Linked DNA regions of Hordeum vulgare: region 2 is linked to region 1. The links are chromatin contacts, called in public Hi-C maps. All regions are on one chromosome and are shown on one strand. The core of a region is the stretch at or near the end of the contact, and the rest is flanking DNA. Distances in the headings are between cores, read along the strand shown.

The links. A called contact is a pair of places that touch in the nucleus more often than the background predicts.
Region 2: a contact with region 1 is called in a Hi-C map of seedling, with 5 times the contacts expected there. The contact joins the promoter of LOC123403294 here to the promoter of LOC123402975 in region 1. A contact is called at or near these places in 3 of 6 Hi-C or Micro-C datasets (leaf and seedling) and 1 of 1 datasets of contacts at active chromatin or transcription factors (embryo).

What each region holds. Positions count from the first base shown.
Region 1 is chr6H:59,263,935-59,268,725 of MorexV3_pseudomolecules_assembly, forward strand. It overlaps LOC123402975 (54S ribosomal protein L37, mitochondrial), which reads right to left and starts at 2,554. Exons shown (of 2, transcript XM_045096949.1): 1 at 2,405-2,554; 2 at 749-1,512. The coding sequence starts at 1,493. The coding sequence ends at 1,104.
Region 2 is chr6H:59,637,412-59,642,202 of MorexV3_pseudomolecules_assembly, forward strand. LOC123403294 (26S proteasome non-ATPase regulatory subunit 2 homolog A-like) reads left to right here and starts at 2,119. Exons shown (of 25, transcript XM_045097246.1): 1 at 2,119-2,397; 2 at 2,502-2,602; 3 at 3,070-3,190; 4 at 3,278-3,337; 5 at 3,449-3,516; 6 at 3,935-3,977; 7 at 4,697-4,762. The coding sequence starts at 2,266.

The sequences.
Region 1 (4,791 bases), core at 1,304-3,803:
TGGTGGTTGAACAAATATTGACTTGAATCTTTACAAGCTCACCCATCATATGATGCTGTTGTGGACATGGCCTTTGTGACCTATCCAATGGCTTACTGACTATCTTCCCTTTTCATTACATCTTTATAAAGTCAGCAGTTAATAACTCAACCTAAAACTATAGCTGACCTGAAGTCTACATATATATAGTTCCATTGGCAGTAGGCAGCAATACGAAGTTCGGAAAGCGTCTGGTTGGTTATCCTCTTATGCCCTGAAACTTTGGGATTAATGAGAGTGCAGGTTTCAGATAGATATAGCCAAGTTCTAACATTTAACTCGAAATTTGTTTCTTCTTATCTGCTTATCAGTTTAAGGTTGTTCGCAGTAGTTGTTATGGTAAAATTGTTGACGTTCTCTTTTGCTATCAGAACTGAATGGTGCTTCTATCGTATGCTCAGGAATTGAAATATTTGTTATTTCTTTGACAAAATACTGTGCTTGTGCAAACTCTCAGCAAATGCTGGATCGGACTCCATATGTTGAATGCATGCAGATTGGTCGATTAAATAGTAATGTAGTTCATGAAATGGAAGCAGCATGAGGATGCACAGCATGATTTTTCTTTTACCATCGCTAAATATAACTGCAGTTTATGAAAAAAAAATAGAGTTGCAGTGCTGCTCCAAGTTTAATGAATTCATGAGTCTGATGCACCATAGTCACGCTTTGCTAATTTAGCAAAGCTGTAATTGTTGTGTACATATTATACTTCAGATAGTTCTGTCTTTCTATTGATAGGATTAAAACTCCTGCTGCAAAACATGGCACTTACATCTTAAATTCTTAACATGAAACGCAAACATGCTTGTCGCCTAGGCTAAACAGTGTACCAAGCCAAGCAAAGCACGCGAAACTTGCTACAGCATTTGCTGCAAGATACAGAAGTTACATCTTACAAAGAACATGGCAAAAATAGCATGCTGGTCACATAGGCTACATTGTACTAAGCCAAGCAACTTCCAAGTCACTACATTATTACCAAAAAGCAACTAATAAACCTTGTAACAAAAGACAAGACAATATGCTTACTTCAACCACTACATGAGATGAGATTCTCCTGATCAGTTCTTAGCAGTGAGAGCATTGTTTTCCTTGATCCGCGCCCGGTTGTCCAACTTGACGAAACGCTTCAGGTCTTCATAAGGCAGTGTCTTGGAATCTTTCCTCCGCAGCTCGCTCAGCACAGGACGCTTGTCAACCAGGTGCCACAGCCAGTCAGGGTACTCAGAATCTGGTTGGATCTTCGGGTCAGAACCCTCCTTCAGGATATTTGCCCCAAACACAGTTGTACTCTTCATTTCTTTGCTGAGCACAGGTTTAGCATCAGCCGCACCACCTTTTCCGCCCTTCTTTCCCTTGGCCTGAGCTGCAAAGCCTCTTATCCCAACCAATTGAGCTACATCTCTTGGAATAATTCCACACTTCAATACTCGTGTCCAAGACATTGCCATTCCTGGGTTGATATTTTAGCTGCATATATAAATCATCAGAACTAAGTGTCAACTCTGCTTAAAAAAGAATCAAGTGTCAACTGATAACATGAGAAAACCACCAATGCTGACAGAAGAAAACGGTTCAAAATCTGCTAGCAATTAAGGCATTTGAACAGAGGATCATAAGAGTAGGGAGGTGTAAAAGCAGTATGCTGAGTACATGAGACTTAGTACTGAAAAAATCAGGTTTGGGGCCTTGCTGTTGCAGCCTGTTCCAGCCAGGCGGCCATGAGGTGTTCACTTATACCGTAATATAAGGAATTAAAGCTCGGAAAGTTTATTTAAGGCTTGTAATTCTGCCTCCAGGATTTTTACTGCAACTTACTTCGAAATTACTATTTTGGTCTACTGAATACACGAATTACACATGATTAAAGATGATGATAGTAAAATATAACTACCATACAAAGTAAGGTTCTTGCCAAGTAAAAAACAGTTCAAACAACTTTCAGATTGGAGCTGTCTGAAGTCAGAAAGAACATCAACACTGGTTCCAGCATCAAGCCCAGCGAAAGCAAAATCTGAATGATCCCTTTGTGTAGGTCATCGTAATTCACAGTATGGCATCATTCACAATATTTCAGGCAATAAGCACCACAATATGATTAGCAAGTTTGTCTCTGAGTTGAGCGAAAGTATGAGAAGGGTGGAGATCAGATATGCCCCCCATCAGTTAACACAAGTTTCTTTCTTGTTGAAGCAAAATCAGTTAAAACATAAGACACTACTTCCTGAATCCAGAATCAGCCGACGCAAAATCAGAAACAGGATCTAATCCTATAGACCATCTACGCCGCCGCCGCCGCCGCGACGCCTTGCTGCGAATGAGACGTCGCAAGCCGCGCAGAGAGAGAGAGAGAGAGAGAGACCTGCTGCGCCGCTGCCCTTGGTCCCGCCGCCGCCGCTGCCGCTGCCGCGAGAGAGGAAAGTTGAGGGCCGAGGAGTAGGGTTTCGTTTGGGGGAGGGTGAGACCGAGACAGGAAAATTAAGCAGGGAGTTCCGCTCGTCCGGTAGATTTTGCCACTACTGAGAAGTGCGATGGGTTGCTCATTTGCAGCATACCTGGCCAAACGGGCCAGCACGGCCCGTCGTAAACAGGCCCGGCATGGCATGGCATGGCCCGTTCAGACATGATTATTAGCCGGGCAAGGCCGTGTCGGTCCATGTATTTAGCCTTCAAATCCAGGCATGGCACGGAAGCTATTAGTCTTTTAGGCTGTTTTTAGATCGTTTTTGGTTTGTTGTGACTGTTTTTTGGATCGATTTTGACCTGTTGGGCTATTTTAAATGTTATATATGTATTCTAGCAAAAATGTCCGTGTGTTGTAACGGAAGATATAGTTGATGAGAAACACCTTGTATGCACTTAAAAAATTATCACATCTTTATGATTCTGCTGAACACACGGGATGTTCCTTCCGTTGCAACGCACCGACATGTTTGGTAGTTCTTTTTTTTTGTTATGAAAACAATTTTAAACAACATGAAAATCAAAATTTAAGCCATTATATATTTTTATATTTACATGTTTAATATTTTCCAATTTCATGGTCAAAATTTATTAAAACATATTTAGTTTTGATGTTTACTTTTTTATACCCATTATACATTTTTGGTATAAATCAGGAATATTTTTTATATATGTTTGACATTTTCCAAGTACATGATTAGCATTTTTTCATATTAATTTGTTATGTCTAATTTGTTTCATATACATTGTATTTTTTGTGTACATTTTTCTTATACATTGGAAACATTTTATATGCACATTTAATATTTTTTGAATGCATGATAAAAAATTCAAAAAGAATTAAAAATTATGTAGTTATTTTTCCTTACGCATTGTACATTTTTTGTATATAATAATTTTTTTATTCAAGTTTGGCATTCCTTTAGTGCATGATTAAAATTTTATCAAAGTTTGCATATAGGTGATTTTTATAAATAAAATATTCAGAGTATATTCAAATAAAACAAAAAAACAATTAAGAAAAATAAGTGCTCAAGGCCAGACTAGGCCGGCCCAGTCGGGCAGTTATCGACAAAGAAAAGGGGGAGAAAGGGTGATGGGGAGGTGAGGGATCGAACCTGTGTTTGCAGGTTTGAAGCGCGCGGCTCCAACCACTTCGGATGGGCGTGTAGTTGTGATAGCTTGGTGGATCTCTACATGTTGAAGGAGAGGAACAACCGACTTATTAGAAGAGGAAAAACGAATCATTTTTCTTTACTTACCGGTGACATGGTGGGTAATTTTAGCCAACTTCACGGGCAATTTGAATGACATAAGGACATAAGTTATCCTTACTTTATTAGTAGGTATAGACATATAAATATGGAAAAAGTAAACGGGTCATGCCGTATCGGCCCGCGTGCTCGAGGCGGGTTGCCCAGCCTTTAGGCCCAAGCATGGGCTCGAGGCGGGTTGCGTGCCTCGCACGGCCCGATTAAAGCGTGTCGGGCCGTCGTGCTTCTCGATCGTCCCAAAAAGCACAACCCGTTTGGCCATGTATGATTTGCAGTCCTGGCCAAACGGGCGGCTCGATATGGCATGGGCACGTCTTGTGCTAAACGTGTCTAGCTCGACACGGCTAGCACGGGCATCTTTAGTAATCGGGTCGTGCCGTGCTAGCTCGTGGGCTATGCCTCCAGGCTCAGGCACGACCCGGTTACTAAACGGATCAGCATGTTGTCCCGTTTAGCACGTTGTACCGCATATTTTTAGCCTGTTGGGTTGTATTTTATGTATATATATATTAAAAAATACATAAAAATTAAATGGGTTGTCTCATGCTGGCCCGCGTGCCCGGCCTCCAGGCCGAGGCACGACCTGAGGCATGCCGCGTGTCGGCCCAGTCCGTTTAGGTCGTGTCGTGCCTGGCCCATGGCAGGCCGTGTTGGCGTGCTTGCGGGCTGGCCTGGTTGGCGCGGCCCGTTTGGCCAAGACTACTCATTTGCTAGGGTGGTTTGCTACAGGATAAGAGCATCTACAGCCGGACATTGCAAATATGACCACCTAAACGTTCGCGGATGCGTCCGGTCGGGCGTGTCCCCTATTTGTCCGTCCGCAGCACAATCTTTATTTTATTACGCATATGTCTGGTCACTTGCACATAATTGATAGAGAGGAAGAGAGAGAAAGAAAAGAATGAATAATGAGAAAAAAATGTGGTCCGGGGTGGGGTCGCGTCCTATGTGGCGGACTGACCAGGCGTGCTTGGGCGCGTGTGCGAGCCCTCATATCCTCCTCATATTTGAG
Region 2 (4,791 bases), core at 869-3,368, 370 kb after region 1:
GGAGTTTGAAGGATAGAGCAATAGCAGCCAAAAGAGTACTTAAGAATCTATGTTTGAGTTTCAAACCTATTTTCTACAAGGTCTTTCATCTTCTCCACCAAATCATGGTGTGCCTTCTAATTAAACCTTTTCTTTCCCTTCATGATATTTCGTGCACTATCAGAAAAGATTATTTGTAGCTCAATACTCACAAAACTTGTAGCTTGATCACATAGCATCATCAAATGGGATTGGGAGCTAAAAGAAATTGAGAGAATCCCTACAACAAACCTGTCATGATTGTGGTCGGACACCATCAAGGAGACCTAATAACAACAAAGTTAAATTATCCGGAAATCAATGTCAGTTCTACTAAAAGAAGATTTTATCAATTCCAGTAAATCCGAAAGTAATGTTAAACAAACTATCATGTTCATGTACAGCCGACAGAAATAAGAACACTTGTAATTAGTCACCGAAATATAACTACACCTTAAATATCCCAAAGCACCGAGTTGACATGTCAGTTAGTTCATTGCTTGGTAAAAAATCCATGAAAACCAGGATAACTGTTAGAGCACAAATACACAGTAGCATATGTTTAGCTGCAACACACACAAAAAATTAACATACTACAGTTAACCCATGTCGTTCCCCGATGCAAATTCCAATGCCTAGACTAATTAGAACACATTGATGTGGTCTTGGAACTGGCAAGCGAAGATTTGGTCTAAAGAACGACTGGAAAAAAAACAATGGCCTCTTTCTTTCCAAATCAAAGGAAGACACTACCATATGACATGGGATTCGTACCGGTAACACATTGACGTGGTCTTGGAACTGGCAAGCAAAGATTTGGTTGAAAGGACGACTAAAAAATTCAATGGTCTTTTTCTTTCCAGGGGATTCGTGTCAGTAATTAGCCAGTTGACACCGTCTTGCTGGTGCAGCACGTGCTCTTGGGAGTCGTTGCTGCACGTCCTAGTCGCCGGGGAGCAGCGATGGATAGCCGTTGTTTGTTAGGTCGAACGTGGACCATGCACGCTGGCCCCGGACACTGCTGCAGCATGCCATATGCTTCGACAACCACTATTGCCGGTCATGACCCCGCCATCGTACCGCAAGACCCGCCAGACACCACGAATTCAAACACAAGACGCCGCCGCTGCCGCCATCATATGCCCTTGCAGTAGGGCTCCAACAGCCGGGTCTTGCACCGCTCCATCATCGCTCAACTGCGCCGCAGATCTGTATGCGGCGCAGATCTGTATGCCGCCGCTGCCACTCATGTCCCTTACGTGACATGGCGGTGAGGTTTGGTGTGGAGAATTTCTTTATGGGACTGGGTCGAAGGAGGGGAGAGGCGGACGAGGAGGGAGAGAGGAGAAAGACAGGATTGGGAGCGACGGGTGCGGGAGATGAGGATGCATCATGCGCTGGGACGTGCGTTCGTGGTCTATTTTCCTTTTCCCCTTTTTTCGAACGGGATGCAAAGAAGGTGGGGGAGGAGAAATCGTACGTGGGTGGAAAGGTGGGGTATTGAACCGGTTTATGGAGGGTTGGAAAAAAAATCGATGAAAGGGCCACCTGGTTTATGGAGGGATGAATAAAAATCGGTGAAAGGTTTAGCGCTACAGGGGGGATCGAGCCTGGTCGAACCATCACGACGACGGCAGATCCCCTTTAATAGTAGAGATACACCAAGAAAAGCAACCGAGCATAATTCAGCAGCATGCCTACAATGACATCTCAGTTTTGAAAATATAACTTGAGCAACATCATAAATATTGTGTATCTATTTAATTCATATATACCTAGGATCATTTTTCTATATTGATGTAGTCTCATTTGATCAACATTTTAGCCGTGGGTTGCACGGGCAATTTTCCTAGTATAAAGAAAAGAAAAAAGTCCTCTTGTTATTTGTGGTTCCTCCTAACAAGCCCAGTACTAATATATTTTGAGCGTAAACCAGCCCATCATCCTTTTTGGAAAATAAACCAGCCCATCATTAGTATTTGTTCGGCCGCACCGACTCATAACACAGAGCCCAAGCGCAGGACGGGCGGCCCAGATCCAAACTTGGGGGAGGGGCAAATCGGAACAGAAAAGGAGTGACAACTTCATCCACCTCGCGTCCGCTCCGGCTGCAAAGCAAAGCAAAGCGGAGATCCTCCAGAAAATAAACCCCCACGCAGCAGCGCCGAGTCGCCTCCGTACCACTCGCCCCCCGAACCCTAGCCAGCCCGCCAGCGCCGTCGCCGAACCGAATCCGCCCCGCCAGCCATGTCGCCGCCCGAGAACCCCAACGACGGGGCCTCCGCCGCCGCGCCCTCGCCCTCGGAGCCCACGCCGCCCGCCAAGCCTTCTTCCTCCGCCAAGGGGAAGAAGAAGGACGAGAAGAAGGACGACGATCTGGTCAGCGCCCCACCCTCCGTCCTCCCCCCCTTCGGTCTCTCCCGGCCGGACGAGATCTGCTGTTCCGCCCCCGTCCTGATTTGTTTTTGCTTTTGTCGGCGCAGTCGGAGGAGGACCTGGCGCTCAAGGAGCAGCTCGAACTCTACGTCGTGCGGGCGCAGGACGTGGATCCCGGCGTGCAGAGGCTCGCCCTCGAGAGCATGAGGTACCACTGTCTCTTCCCTCGCTCGGACCTCCTAACAGATTCAGTTTTTCGTTCCCGAATTCTCTTCCGTGCCTAGGTCTCGCGGCGCGTGGGTTTAGGTTTCCGATCTCCGCGCGAATTCGATGAGTGGGCTGGCTCTAGTTCTGCCCTCTGTAGCTACATCTATCCGCCCAAGTATTATGGACTGCTGCCACTCTATTTTTTGTAAAAAAGATTAGCCTTTTGTCTGCCGTCGACCCATATTTCGACCTGTAGAGGCAGGAGTTTCGTTCCTTAGGCTTGGCATAACTTTAGATTTCTGCTCTCTGTCTGAATTCCTTGAATGCCTAGGCTTTACTTTTGAAACTTTTATTCCATCTATATTTGGTAAGGCCTTTGGAGTGCTGCCGCTGTAGTAGTTTCTGGGAAAAACGATGTTTTCCTGCTTTAACTCTGTTAGCTGCTACTGAGATATTCACCCCTATCAGGCAGGAGATTCGTTCAGCTACAAGCTCGATGACGTCTGTCCCCAAGCCTCTGAAGTTCCTCCGCCCACACTATGGAACCCTTAAAACCTACTACGAAAGTATGCCAGAATCTGAGCTAAAGGTATGCTTTACACACGCACCTTTGTTGTACGGTGATTTAAATATTCATTCTGGACATTGCTGATATATCTGTTCCACTGTTTTGCAGAAGTACATGGCTGACATACTGTCGGTGTTGGCCTTGACAATGTCTGCTGAAGGCGAAAGGGTATGTGCCTGCCACGTTCCTATTCTGCCACAATTCAGTTTAATAGTACCTTTCAGCGGCAATCGAGTTCATTCTGCTTAAAATTTGGCCTCTGCCTTTTCATTGTTTCAGGAGAGCCTGAGGTACCGTTTGTTGGGCTCTGAAGGTGACATAGGTTCCTGGGGTCATGAATATGTCAGGTAAGAACAAAACTGCAGTTTTTCTTTAATGAATTTATCTTGAAGTCCATTCAAACCAATACCCAGGAATAGAAATACTGAACATCAAGAGATTAATGTCTGAATTAGACAGACATTTGATCCTCAACATGGCCTAGGACTGTTACAATTTGTTAGTTGTAGCATGATGGGATAAAGGTTCTTTATGGTGGACATATATTGGTTATGATTGAGTATACATTCTGCTTGTTGCTGTATGTGTTCAGACTGCTAAGTTTTATCTTTTGTGATGGCTAACTTGTATAACTGTCTGACCAAGTTTCCAATACCTTGTTGAATTCAGTTTATTGCTCTTATGGACATTGTGGGTTCTGTAATTTGATGTATGCATTTACTTCCACAATTGTTCGATTCCACTGAAACCTTTTTCTCATGACAGGAATCTGGCTGGTGAAATCGCTCAAGAATTCCAAAAGCGCCAGGTTGGAACTCTCATTCTTGTATCATTACTACGTGAAACTCCCGCCTTGCTCTTTTTGGGCCTCTATTCTCCTATGTACCTCATTGCGATAACCCTTAATTTTTTACTTAGGAGGCTTAGCTTCCTACCATATCTTAGACACCGTTGATATAATTTGATAAATATTATTACCTTTTTTTTTATCAATGCTATGAGTGATTTACTTCCAACTATTTTGGTGACTACTGGTCATTCTCGTAGGCTTTAATCACATGTTTGTGTAACTACTGTAGTTAATTGGCAGTCTCGAGTATTCAACTTTGAGCACTATGTGTTGTGATATATTCATAAAGCTAAACAGAAGTAGACTATTCTATTCAAGGCAGATTGACGATATGATCTTTGACTATCTAACTGAAATATTTTAAAGGATAGTATTAGTCAAAGTTTTGATGTTAGTAGTGAAAGATTGGATTTTAGTAGTTAAATATTTGGAAGTTGTACTTTACTTGTGTCCGAAACATTATCTTTTCAACAATCGGAGGGAGTAACTGGGTCGCCTTATTGTAATATCAAGTCAGGATCACATTATTATATTACTCACTGCAAATTTGTTGTTTGTACTTATCTTTTTTAATATCGAATGGTTGCAACCATACTAAGAAGTTGATCTCTGTTTTTTTCACTATTTCTTGTGTGTATATATTTCAAACCTCAACTGTTAATTTTGTATTTCTGCAGGGTGATGACATGCCAATTGACGAGTTAATGGAACTAGTGCAGCAAATTGTCTCATTCCACATGAAGGTTTGTTCATTGAAAATTGTGGTTAAATG